Linked DNA regions of Sus scrofa: region 2 is linked to region 1. The links are chromatin contacts, called in public HiChIP or PLAC-seq maps. All regions are on one chromosome and are shown on one strand. The core of a region is the stretch at or near the end of the contact, and the rest is flanking DNA. Distances in the headings are between cores, read along the strand shown.

Region 1 (6,048 bases), core at 821-3,320:
GGGTCATTGTCATCTCAGACCCTAGGAGATACTAGGATATTCTATACACTGGGAGATACTAAGCTAGTGGGGCAGTAAAAAAGTGGTTAAGGGGGTAGATGTGGAGTAAGACAGACTTGGGTTCAAATGCTTGCTCTCCTTGGTTTATTGACTCTGTGACCTTGAGCACATGAACCTTCCGAGCCTCAATTTCTTCATCTGTAAAATGAAGACAGTAATACTGACATCATAGGATTATTGTGAAGAAAACTGAGTTTTAGTTTCTACTATAGAGCCATCACTCGGTGCGTGGTAACTTGTACTCTTGTTATGTGGTGATGATAGTGATGATGATTACATTATGTACAGAATGCTCTGTTGGATGGTACGAGATCTATCATCAGTCTTTGTTGTTCAAAGTCCTTTGAGGAATGCTACCTAATTATTAAAAGCCTCTGTTCTCTCACTCCGTCCTGCACCCTTGACTCCCTTCCTTTCTCGACAGCTGACCCAGCCGTGGAGAAAGTCAGCATAGACAAGATCCGATTTTTCCGGGTGAACGCTCTTATGCAGTGAGATCAGGAAAGTGGTATTTTGAGTTTGAGGTGGTGACCGGAGGAGACATGCGGGTCGGCTGGGCCAGGCCAGGCTGTCGGCCTGACATCGAGCTGGGGGCTGACGACCAAGCCTTTGTGTTTGAAGGCAGCAGGGTGAGTCTGGCTGGTGTCCACACATCCTCAGCCCAGGGTTTTCTGCTCCAAACATGTCCCCAGAAGTTAGAAGCACTGAGTATCTAGACTGCTGGCTTTAAGAGTGAGGAGCCCCCACTGGCTAATTTAGACCATTGAGTGACCATCACCTAACGCCTGTCCCTGTGTGTTTTGCTCTAGAGAAAGGAAGGCCTGCACACTCTAGGCCTTTCTGTCATCACCTCTGTCTCTGCTTTGCCCCTCTGAGCCTGTGCCCCCCTCTGCAGAGGATGCTTACAGAACACCGTGTAGTGAATATGTGGGGAAATCGTATCATTTTGTTTAAGAGGGAGTTCAGCTTGTTTTCATAGCTTACTAGGTAACGGGAGATTCACGTCACCTTTTCTGATGAGCCATGTATGTCTCAACTTCACTTATCTGTACGTAGACCATTTCTCCTATGAGATGTCCTTAGTATAAAGGCAAATGCCTTGTGGAAGCCAGGTGCAACTGCCCATGAGGAGAAATCGCACATGAGATCATTTCTTTAGCTTCCCAGGGGGCCTCTAGGACCTCATTTTTCTAAGCCCTGGGCACTTGTCTTCCAGGGTCAGCGTTGGCATCAAGGGAGTGGGTATTTTGGACGGACCTGGCAGCCAGGAGATGTGGTTGGATGTATGATCAACCTCGAAGATGCTTCAATGATCTTCACGCTGAATGGGGAGCTGCTGATCACCAACAAAGGCTCTGAACTTGCCTTCGCTGACTATGAGATTGACAACGGTAAGTCTGCCCACCTTCCCCCTTGCATCCAGAAGATGAAAGATGATCCAGGGAGCAGGGTGAGGCCCTCTACCTACTCACTCAGGGCACACTGACTTTTGCAGATTTGAAACCCTGGTGGTGAAGATGCGCCCTTACACTCAATTCTGAAGAATCAAGTCAAGTACTAGTGATAGTTGATGTACTTCCAGAGAGACTGACAAAGAAGCTCCCCTCTAATTCCTGCCCTGTGCCTTGGCGCATTAAGGTTCCTGGGGGTTTCCCAGTGGTATCACAAAGGAAATGCTAATTGCATATGGACAATGTCCCTGGCAGGAAAGAAAAGGCAGGAATTAAAGAATTATCCTCTTATTCTGATTTGACCTGTCAGTCTGAATGTTTGTGAATTGAACTTGATGCTTTGATGAGAATCAATGAAACACAGAAGTTCAACTTAGCAGTTCCCTTGAATGAAATAGAATTTATTTTTAAATTCAAACACACCATGAAACCCAAGTACAGTCGCACTTGTTAGTCACCACAAATAAACAGCCATTAGGGCATACTTCCAGCTACCCAAGGGAGCTTCTTATTTCCCATCTACATTTAACTCCTCCGTTATGAACCCAAGGTGTTGGCACTCAGGGAAGAAGCACTGGACTGCAGGTCAGCTGACCCATTCCTAGGAAGCTGTGTGGTTCCCAGAGTCTTGACTTTGCCAGGCTTTGCCTTCTTCATCTGTACCAGGAAATAAGACAGTAGACTACCTACGGGCCAACACCCTCCTCGGGTGTCAGATTCTATGTCGGTGTCTCAACACCTACTGTGTCCACAGCCCCTTCCCTGGTGCTGGGCCAGTCTCTGCTGCTTTGGTGCAGACGAGGAGGAGGTAGGGAGATTGAGAGGAAGAGAGGCTGCTCAGGGCAGGAGGGCTGGGTTCCCATCCTGCCCCTGCCCTCCCGACCTGTGACGTCTTGGGTTGACTTTATTTAACCTCTTTGACCTCATTTCCCCCTCTGTAAAAGATCACAGCTCTGGTAGCTCTAAACTTCTGAGACTACAAAAAGAAATAGTCCCGCCTCCCCCAGACAGTTAAAAAAGATAAAACTGCAGAGGCTAGAGCAGCAGAAATACATGAGTATATTTTTAATACATATAAAATATTCTTTTTATTTATATTTTATTTATTTTTATTTATTTATTTTGCTTTTTAGGATTGCACCTGTGGCACATGGAGCTTCCCACGCTAGGGGTCGAATCAGAGCTACAGCTGCTGGCCTATGCCACAGTAACAGCAATGCAGGATCTGAGGCAAATCTGCAACCTACACCACACTTCACAGCAACACCAAATCCTTAACCCACTGAGCGAGGCCAGGGATCAAACCCGCAACCTCATGGTTCCTAGTCGGATTTGTTTCTGCTATGCCATGATGGGAACTCCTAAAATATTCTTTATATACAAATTGTTTTAGCTTTATAACTCACTTTCACACTTTTTACAGACACCTTTTATCAGCCACATACCCACCCAACTGGACCTTAAAAGAGTTTTAAAGCTTTTTTTAAGAGCTCCATATTTGAGCAAACAGAAAAGTTGCAAGTCAGTGTATTTTCCTAGAAAGATAGAATACCTGAAGCCTGATGGGGTCATGTTTTAATGCCTTCTGAAAAGGTATAAAATCAAAGTTTTAAAGAAAGAAATGTACTTTGAGAGACAACTGGGAAGGATGCTGCCAGCAGAAAGAATGGCTTATGCACTGGTTTGGATAAAAGGGCAGACCTAAGGGCACCGGCAAAGATCCATCCTCTGGCTCTGCTCTTTGGAAACAGATATTGACAAAGTAGTCCCCACAGGCAGTGCTGTCTTTGTGAGGCTGGAGGAGAAGGGAGACCTGGAGGATTCAGGCTCATCCCCAAGGAGAGCAGGGAAGGTCCAAAGACCAGCCACCTTTTCGTGGCTCTCCTGAGTGTGGACTGGAGGAGGTTGATTATCTATGAGGCTTTGGCTTAGCATAAGGAGGAAACAAGAATCTTGCCTGTGTGCAGAGTTCTAAGAACTCTGTAAAGTCTAAAGCCTTGCTACTCAAAGTGTGATCTACTTGTTAATAAATGCAGAGTCTCAGACCCCACGCCAGTCCTACTGAACCAGAAACTGCCTTCAGACAAGATACTCTGGAGGTTCACATGCACTTTAAAATATGAGAAGCGGAGTTCCCTTGTGGCAAGTGGAAACGAACCTGACCAGGAACCATGAGGTTGCGGGTTCAATCCCTGGCCCTGCTCAGTGGGTTAAGCATAAGCTGTGGTGTAGGTCGCAAACGCGGCTCGGATCTGGCGTTGCTGTGGCTGTGGTGTAGGCCAGCAGCTACAGCTCTGATTAGACCCCTAGCCTGGGAACCTCCACATGCCGAGGTGCGGCCCTCAAAAAGACAAAAAAAAAAAAAAAATTGTAAAATATGAGAAGCGAGTTCCCATTGTGGCTCCTCAGTAACGAACCCAACTACTATACAAGAGGATGCAGGTTCAATCCCTGGCCTTGCCTAGCAGGTTAAGGATCTGGCATTGCTCTGAGTTTTGGTGTATGTTGCAGATGCGACTTGGATCTGGCATTGCTATGGCTGTGGTGTAGGCTGGCAGCTACAGCTCTGATTCAGCCCCTAGCCTGGGGAGTTCCATATGCCTCGGGCACGGCCCAAAAAATAGAAGACAAAAAATAAATAAATCAGGTGTGAGAAGCAGTGGTCTATAGTTTACACAAATGCAAACAGTAGCAATGTCAAGGAGTTTGTTTTCTAGTTGGAAAAATAAATATGACAATATGGACACATAGGTAACTACCAATGGATACATGGATATATATGACTCCCAATGCGAAGCAGTAGATTAGAAACACCAAATGACCAATAGGAATGAAAATTCTGTAAGAGTGGGATTGGAACTAAGGTTAAATAAAGAATATGAGCTGTCTACGCTAAAGAGAAGGGCGTTCTTCTCGGGATGGAAGCATAGTAATAGTGGGGAATCAGGAAACTACAAGAAAGAGTGATGATATGTTTGGAAGATTCGTGCATGGAATTTATAGAAGAAGAAGCTGGAGCGAGAGATAAGGTACAGATTATAGCCTTGAATACCAAGGTTTGGTCTTTTTATTCAAGAAACTCTTTTTGTCTAATCTGGGCCCCACACCGTTGGACTTTGCTCTCTTGACACGTGGGGCTGTCTCAGGGTTTGAGCAGAGGAGTACTATAAAGAAGAGGGATGTTTCAGAAGAACTCCGCTTTTAGAGACCATCTGTGTTGTGATGAAAGAGATGCATCATTGACCTTTTGTGTGCAGAGACAGGACTTGACCTTCAGAATAACAAAGCGTATTATTAGGAAGCTGTTTTATAATAGAATGGTACCTATTGTGCTAATGCATCATACTGTAGCATCGTATCACACTTCAATAATATGGAGATAAGATAATTGGGAGGCTCTTTCAGTTCTGTGATGGCTCAGAGTCAGAGGAAGGGCAGTTGAAAGGGAGTCAGCAGGTCATTCTTTGAGGACAGTAGCCCAGAGGCCTGGAAGAACCCTAACACATCTTTCTGTTCTCTGCATAATGTGGAAAGAGGCAGCAGTTCTTGCCTTGAGCTGTTAGGAAAAGCATATGTTGAAAATAAAAAATGTAGTGCATTCTAGCCCCTCATAAAGCAAAATCCCCCATAGGTTTCTGTTCTGGTCACCAGCATCCCAGCCTTGCTTCAGGCCATTTACCCCAGTGGGGGTTGTGCTATGGGAAGTTTTTAGTCCTTTGGGGGAAGGGGGAAGGCAGTACAATCCCTGGCTGTTTTTTTTTTTTTTTTTTCTGGGTTATTTATAAGCTGTCACTTCCATCCTCTTCTGCATCATAGATGATATGCTCTTATCGGTCTCATTAGCATTTTCCTCATCATTGTTCCCTACCCTGTTCCTTGGCCTGGACCATCACAGCTCTCAGTGTTGTCACTAAAAGATATCCGGAAGCTCAGAAGCTTCCATGGTGAAACCTTTGCTATTAGTCTTCTCTTTTATTCCATTTAAAGGCAAGGAAGATAAAATCCTGAACATCTTGCCTGGCCTTGGAACACGACATCTGAAAGAGGTTGTAGAGCTGGTGTCCCCTGCTGCTCTCTGCCAGGCACCCCCCTGGGGTACATCCTGCTACACAAGAGCTTTAGCATCTGCAGGGGCAGCCCCCTAGGTTTACCAGATCCCTCAAGCTTGGCTGGCAGCTCTTCCATAAGCAGCAATTGAAACTTAATTTGTGGGCAGTGCTGCTGCCATCTGCGTGCAGACACCCTGGAACCCAGGGTCCTTTGTCGTTCCCTCCCTGGAGGGGTGCTGGGCTTCGGAAAGTGGCCATGGCACTTGTTTCCTGTCGTTCCCTCCCTGGAGGGGTGCTGGGCTTCAGAAAGTGGCCTCTAACACTTTGTTTAACTCCTGTGTTTTCTACCAGGCTTGTGACCACTTCAGTGCTGTTCCTGCATACCATCTTCCAGAGGCTTAAAAAGTTGGGAGTTCCCATTGTGACTCAGTGGGTTAAGAGCCCAACTGCTATCCATGAGGACATGGGTTTGATCCCTGGCCTCACTC
Region 2 (6,139 bases), core at 551-3,050, 230 kb before region 1:
ATCACGAAATGCCAGTTCCCGTTCCCTTCTTTCTTCAGACCTGATTTGAAGGAAGATTGCAACATAAGAGATTCCTGAAAGTACCAGGTCTGGTGATCCTCAGGTTCCAATCATGTCCATAGCTTAGAGCAGTCCAAGGCAGATAGAAAACCCAGAGAATGGGGAAGTCAAGTTAAAATAGATTCTCTTTCTCTTCTCTCTTTGGTTTTGAACTTGGAATTCACGATCTGGGGCTCTTTGTACAGTGAGAAATGAGAGTCAGAGGAACTGTGGAATCAGCCCATATGATGCAGCTGCCTGGGGAATACACGGCACGGCACTGATGAAGCAAATATTTGGGCCTGATTTCCTAGCTCATCAGACTCGCTGGCATTATTGCTTCTCATGTATTTTTAAATAACTGAACACAATGCTTTGCTTCTTCAGAATCCTTGGCTTGACAGACCCAAGGCTCCACTAATTTGGAATCATCTGAGAAGAATTGAAGTGAACAGGCAGGTAGCCTCTACAGTGGAAATTAATTATTCACTACATGTCAAGATGGTGAGAATGATTTGTTACAAGTTTAGACAAACTTTTTGTCACTGAAGTTCATCCTCATTATTCAAACACAGGACTAGCCATCCATAATGGATTCGAGAAGAAAAGCTTGTCAGGTGAAGAACGCTGACTGTTCAGAAAGCAAGGAGCAGTCTGTGTGCTTTAGTGCTATGTTTTCATCTCATTGTCAGAGTTGGAATTGAGTTGTAAATGCCTCTCAGAGAAGTTTGCATTCACTGTAAATTCTTTCATCTCTGGAGTGCTGGGTGGGGTGTATCCCCCCCTTCCCCCACCAGGCAGCACAGCAGTGGGTAGAAGGCCCAGGGGGTACCATTGCCACATCCATCCTTGGCTTAGAAGCTAGCTTCCTGCTGGTTCTCTGCGTCTTAGCCCCCTCTGCCTGGGTTTTTCTTTCTCCAGCTGTTGGAAAGTCTTATTTCTCTAGTGCTGAAGTTGTCTTGCTGAGCCCTTGAGAAAAGTGCGATATGCAGACTCAATGTAAACAGTATTGTGTCATTATCTCTACCCATCACTCAGCTGTCACCTGGACATCTTCAAGGCATTAAGTGATACCAGGCAAATGAGCTTCCTGCTACTTAAGAGATATGAGACAGACATTTGTAATTGCTAGTATCAAAGTGAACAAATCTATCTGGTACATTCCATCCAAATGTACCCAGTGGGAGGAAGTTATGCGGCCACATCTAGACATGAGAAAGAATGGGTATAAGGCTGGTTTAGATCGGATAGGTGTGGGGTCAGTGTGCAGCATCACCTGTTTCCTGGGCATGGTCTGTCTTCAGAATTGCTTTGTTAGTTATTTAGTAATTGAGCAAAGCTGCCAAAATCTGAATCCTAGGACTTACAGCAATAGCAACCTGACCTTGAGTGGTCAATTCCCTGACTTCCCACACACACAAAAATCAGGAGGCTGCAGAGGTTTCATACTTTCTGAGAGGATGTGTCTTAGAAAATTGTGTTTCTGTGCAGCTCTTCAGCTATATGCTGATGGCTTCTCATGGACCTTGCTGGTGGCTATCACCTCAGCAATAAGCCCCGAGACATAGGGAGAAAACGGTTGGACACTTAGTAAGTTTCTCATCTGTCTTTGCTGTTTTTTGGAGGTTTTCTGTGGTCATCAGCTCCATGAAGACATTTTAAGACCAAATTAACCCCCAAGAAAGAATTTGTCACAGTTGCCTGCCAAGAAATCTCATGTTACTGTGGATGTAATATCAAATGGACATTTCTTGTGTGTCAGCTACACCTGTTGGTGCCACTCACTAGGCTCCTTAGTGAAGAGTTTCTAAGTTACTTGGGATAGTTACCTAGGCAACTAGATTATAAATACAATCATTGAAATGAAATGAGCTCATTTCCCCTGCAGACACAGTTATGAGCTGATAGAGTTGGTGGTTTCTGGTAAAAGAATGCAGTTTTTCCATGTAATAACCCCTTGGCTTGTAGCTGGAAAGGGCGGGGTGTACTGGGTGCTGACTTGCTGGTGACCTCTTCCAAGTGCCAGAGGTATGTTCCTGAGATGGATCTAGGCTTTGATGCTGCTCCTCCCAGGGGAGTGAGCTGACAGCGGAAACTCTGGCTCTCTCTAAGCCCTTGGGAGAGGCAGCAGGTGGTCGTGCGTGGGTTTCCATCAAATAACTTGGTTGTCACCACTAGGATCACTTTGCAGCCATCCCAACCAACAGACCATGTTTGTTCGCAGAGGTCTCCCTGCCCTCTGGGGAAAGGAGAGGAAAGCCCTATGGCTTTCCTTCGGGGCCTAGCCTTTGTCATCAGGGGGATGGAACTAGGGCCTTTTCCTGCACCCCTGGGAATGGATGGGTTTGGTTGTAGCTCAGAAGCTGAGCAGTATGGCTAAATCGGGCTCCTGCTCCGCTGGTGCTTTTTCAGAACTGTCCTCCGGTTTGCCTGTTTCACACCCTCCCACTTTGGCAGCTTCCTGTTTGCAAACAGTTTTGCTTGTTAAATGGAGAAAACCAAGTTTGTATGCATTTGTGTCAGGGGAAGGAGGAGGAAAGCCAGTCTTCCTGGAGGGAGGCAGCTGGGGTGACTCTTGATCAAGAGAAAAAGATTCTGTTTGAGAAAATAAGATTCCATAGGATGGCTTCTCCATCTTTTTACTGGGTTCTTTTGAGGATGGGAATGGTCTGCCCATCTCTGAGCCTGAAAGGCAAATGTACCATTTTGATAATCATGAATTTTTTTATGCTTTTTAGGCCACACCCATGGCATATGGAAGTTCCCAGGCTGGGGGTCAAATCGGGGCTGCAGCTGCTGGCCTACACCACAGCCACAGCAATGAGGGAGCCAAGCCAAGTCTTCGATCTACAGCACAGCTCACAGCAACACCGGATCCCTGACCCACTGAGCGAGGCCAGCTTTTGAAACTGCATCCTCATGGATCCTAGTTGGATTCATTTCCACTGTACCACAATGGGAACTCTCAATAATCAAGAATTTTTTAATGCCAAGGTTGTTTTTTCATGTATAAAATGTCTCTCCTTTTTTTGAAGGAAAAGAGGCATCCTTGCAACCTCTTAAATTCTGGCATTTGTGTTTCTAGGAGGGGTCTTGTTATGTTTATTAAGGAAGATAATTTGCATTTCCCAAGAAATGTGGTCAAAACACCATGTATTTTTCTTGCCGATTTAGATGATTCTCAAAAAATTTATGTCTTAGGCAAGAGTTTATCATATTTCAGCAACCTTTTCAAATGATGAACAGTAGAAAGAGATTCTATAGCAAGTGTGATTCCCTAAAGAAGTCTGAAACCAAAGTAGAGAACTGTTAATTCCCAGTGGAGAAGTCATGTTGTTTGATAAAGGATATGGTCTTCTTTTAAAAGTAATCATTACAGTGCAGCATGATCAGTGCTGTGGTAGAGAAGTGTACCAGTGCTATAGGAGCACAGAGGACAGTGAGAGAGGGAGTGATTATTGCAAGCCAGAGAGTGGAGAAGGTTTCAAGGAGGAGTTGACACTTGAAAATAGGTTTTTAGAGCAGAACTAGAAGAGATGGAGATGGAGTTCCCCTTGTGGCTCAGCAAGCTAAGGACCCAGCATTGTCTCTGTGAGGATGCAGGTTCAATCCCTGGCCTCACTCAGTGGGTTAAGGATCCGGTGTTGCTGTTGTGGCTTGGGTCACAAATGCATCTCAGATCCACTGTCATGTGGCTGTGGTGTAGGATGGCAGCTTCAGTTCCAATTCAACACTTGGCCTGGGAACTTCCAAATGCTACAGGTATGGCCACTAAAAAAAATACATAAAGAACATACGGAGAAAATAGAACATATTCCAGGTAGCAAGAAAAGCATAAAGGAGCACAGCCAGACATGAAAGAGCTGGACAGAGTGAGTTCTAGCAGGAATTCAGTGTGGCGAGGGGTGGGAGTACATAACAAAATGGTCCTGGAATAATAGTCGGGGAAACTGGACTTTACCCTATAGAACCTAGCCTATAGAATAAGCTAGCCTATAAGTGATATGTAATAAAAGGTTTATGAGCATAAGATGACTTCAGGTTCATATTTTAAGACAACTAGCTCTGAAAGCAGTATAACTGAGTAAATGGAAAGGCAAAGAAAGAAGCCCCCACCAAGACCAGGCATGAAGTCATTGTCCAGAAACCCAGGGCCCTTGACTTAAGACCTCAGAAATAGGGATAAAGACAAGGCAACACATTCACAAAATATTTAAATGGTGTAGAAAATGGGATTTGGAAGTTGAGTTGCTTTGGGGAGTCAGGACCATGCCCTAGCATGTTGAGGGCAGAAGTCAAATATAGTTCTGAGTTGTAAAGAGTGATTAGAGGTGAAGAAGAGGCAGCTGTGAGGATGGATGCCTTTCTATTTCCAGAAGCTCGAGGGCACAGGAAAAGGCAGAAAGTGAGAGCCTTTGGTGGGCGGCCATGGGAATGGTACACAGCCACCCTGCTGTGTGTGTTTCATGATGAGGGAAGCTTAAGCTTTGGGGGTGGGGTAGGACCAAGTAGGAAGAGAGCAAGTAGAGGCAGAAGAGCAGGGGTAGTTAGTGGACACAGGTTCCTAGGAAGACATGGACAGGGCCTGGGCATCAAGAATTAGGTAGAGGAGAGAAGTCAAATGTTAAAAAAGCTACCGTGGAAAATTGAGGATGCGGAAACCCTCAGTTGGATCTCTTTTGGTCACAGCAGCACCGCAAACTTTAACTTCATCACCTTGCAACAGGCATCTCGGGGGTGACTGGGCTGTTCCTGCTTACTGTTGACCTTCCTAAAAGGGGCAGGGAATCCATCTCAAGTCGGAAAGTTGGTACTGGCTATTGAAGGTGGGCTCTGTCAGGAATCGATCAGTCTGATGTTGGACCTTCCTATCTCTGATCATATGCATGGAACTCCTGCCCTCCCCGCTTTTTAAAAAAATCTAATGACTATTGCGCTGGGAGTGCACAAGTAATGAGATCCTGCTGTATAGCACAGGGAACATAGTCACTAGTGATGGAACATGATAGAGGATAATGTGAGAAAAAGAATGTGTGTGTATGACTGGGTCACTTTGCTATATAGCAAAATTTGACAGAACGTTGTAAATCAACTATAATAAAATTTAAAAAAAAAACTAAGTGAAAAAAAATCTAGGTACTTTTCTTTGGGCTTTAGTTTGAAAAGTTGTAAGAAAATAAAGTAGCTTGCTGGTAAAGTGTTCTACAACACTTAATAGAAATAGCACCTTAACCTGATCATGTGACCACATATGCTTTCTGTGCTTTGGTTTTCTTCATCTCAAAAACTTAAGCATTGAGTTTCATGACTGCTAAGGCTCTTGCTTTTAGTTCTGAAATTCTGTAGTGGCCTAGCTCTGAGTTGAATCAGTGCCCACTTACAAGATGTGAAACAGAAGGACAAAGTGATACAACGTGTCCCTCCCTCAGTGAGGGAGTCGGCGTCGATGGACCACATATGCATGAAGTCCCTGTGTCGCCTAACCAGGCATCTGCAGTCCAGGAACATTTTGCCTGCGTAAGCAGCGTATGCTCAGCTCGGAATATATGCCAAGCACACTTGAGAACTTGCGTATTTTGCAGCTGAAGTACAACACAGCTGGCCTCCTAAATGATGTACGGTCTTCCTCTCCACCAGCCGAATTAAAACTAAGAGACTGTTGTGGTGCCTCTAAGAGAGCGGAGATGCAACCTGTAATTATGAATTTATCAGACAATAGGTGACTTACCACAAGCGATCCTTAACGTGTTACCCTAATCACACTTTCTCCTTTGGAGAATTGAGCCTTGCTTTAGCAAATTTGAGTTGCATAGAGGATGGAATAGGGGAAATGAGTGTGCTTGCTCATCCAACAAGTCTTTAAAAAAAAAAAAAAAGAAAGAAAGTTCGATGGGTTTTCTCCTTACCTGCAACTGAGCAACCAAAAAATAGAGGACCTGGAGTGTCAGGGGGATGAGTGTTCCATTGGTGTCCTGGGTGGCTCAAGCCTGGGGTCTTGTGTGGATGTGACACACAGGCATGAATTAAGCTTTGTGAAGATGTTACTTGTGTTGGTATTTAAGTTTGGGAGCTAATACTTTTCTAACAACCTAGAAGAGCA

The links. HiChIP or PLAC-seq counts read pairs in DNA pulled down with a chosen protein or histone mark.
Region 2: an H3K27ac HiChIP or PLAC-seq map of skeletal muscle shows a contact between it and region 1, with 5 times the contacts expected there. The contact joins two enhancer-like sites. A contact is called at or near these places in 1 of 47 Hi-C or Micro-C datasets (embryonic fibroblasts) and 1 of 2 datasets of contacts at active chromatin or transcription factors (skeletal muscle).

The regions. Positions count from the first base shown.
Region 1 is chr7:80,865,278-80,871,325 of Sscrofa11.1, reverse strand. RYR3 (ryanodine receptor 3) reads left to right here. Exons shown (of 106, transcript XM_021099907.1): 26 at 485-532; 27 at 535-689; 28 at 1,277-1,451. Among named protein-coding and RNA genes, the nearest start is that of RYR3, 340 kb to the left of the region's middle. Within about 2 kb of position 2,070, at least 1 of the 83 cell types and tissues checked has an H3K27ac peak or open chromatin away from gene starts, as enhancers often do. A contact at or near this core is called in skeletal muscle, where this site is marked.
Region 2 is chr7:81,093,957-81,100,095 of Sscrofa11.1, reverse strand. All of the region lies in intron 1 of RYR3 (ryanodine receptor 3), which reads left to right. Among named protein-coding and RNA genes, the nearest start is that of RYR3, 110 kb to the left of the region's middle. Within about 2 kb of position 1,800, at least 8 of the 83 cell types and tissues checked have an H3K27ac peak or open chromatin away from gene starts, as enhancers often do. A contact at or near this core is called in skeletal muscle, where this site is marked.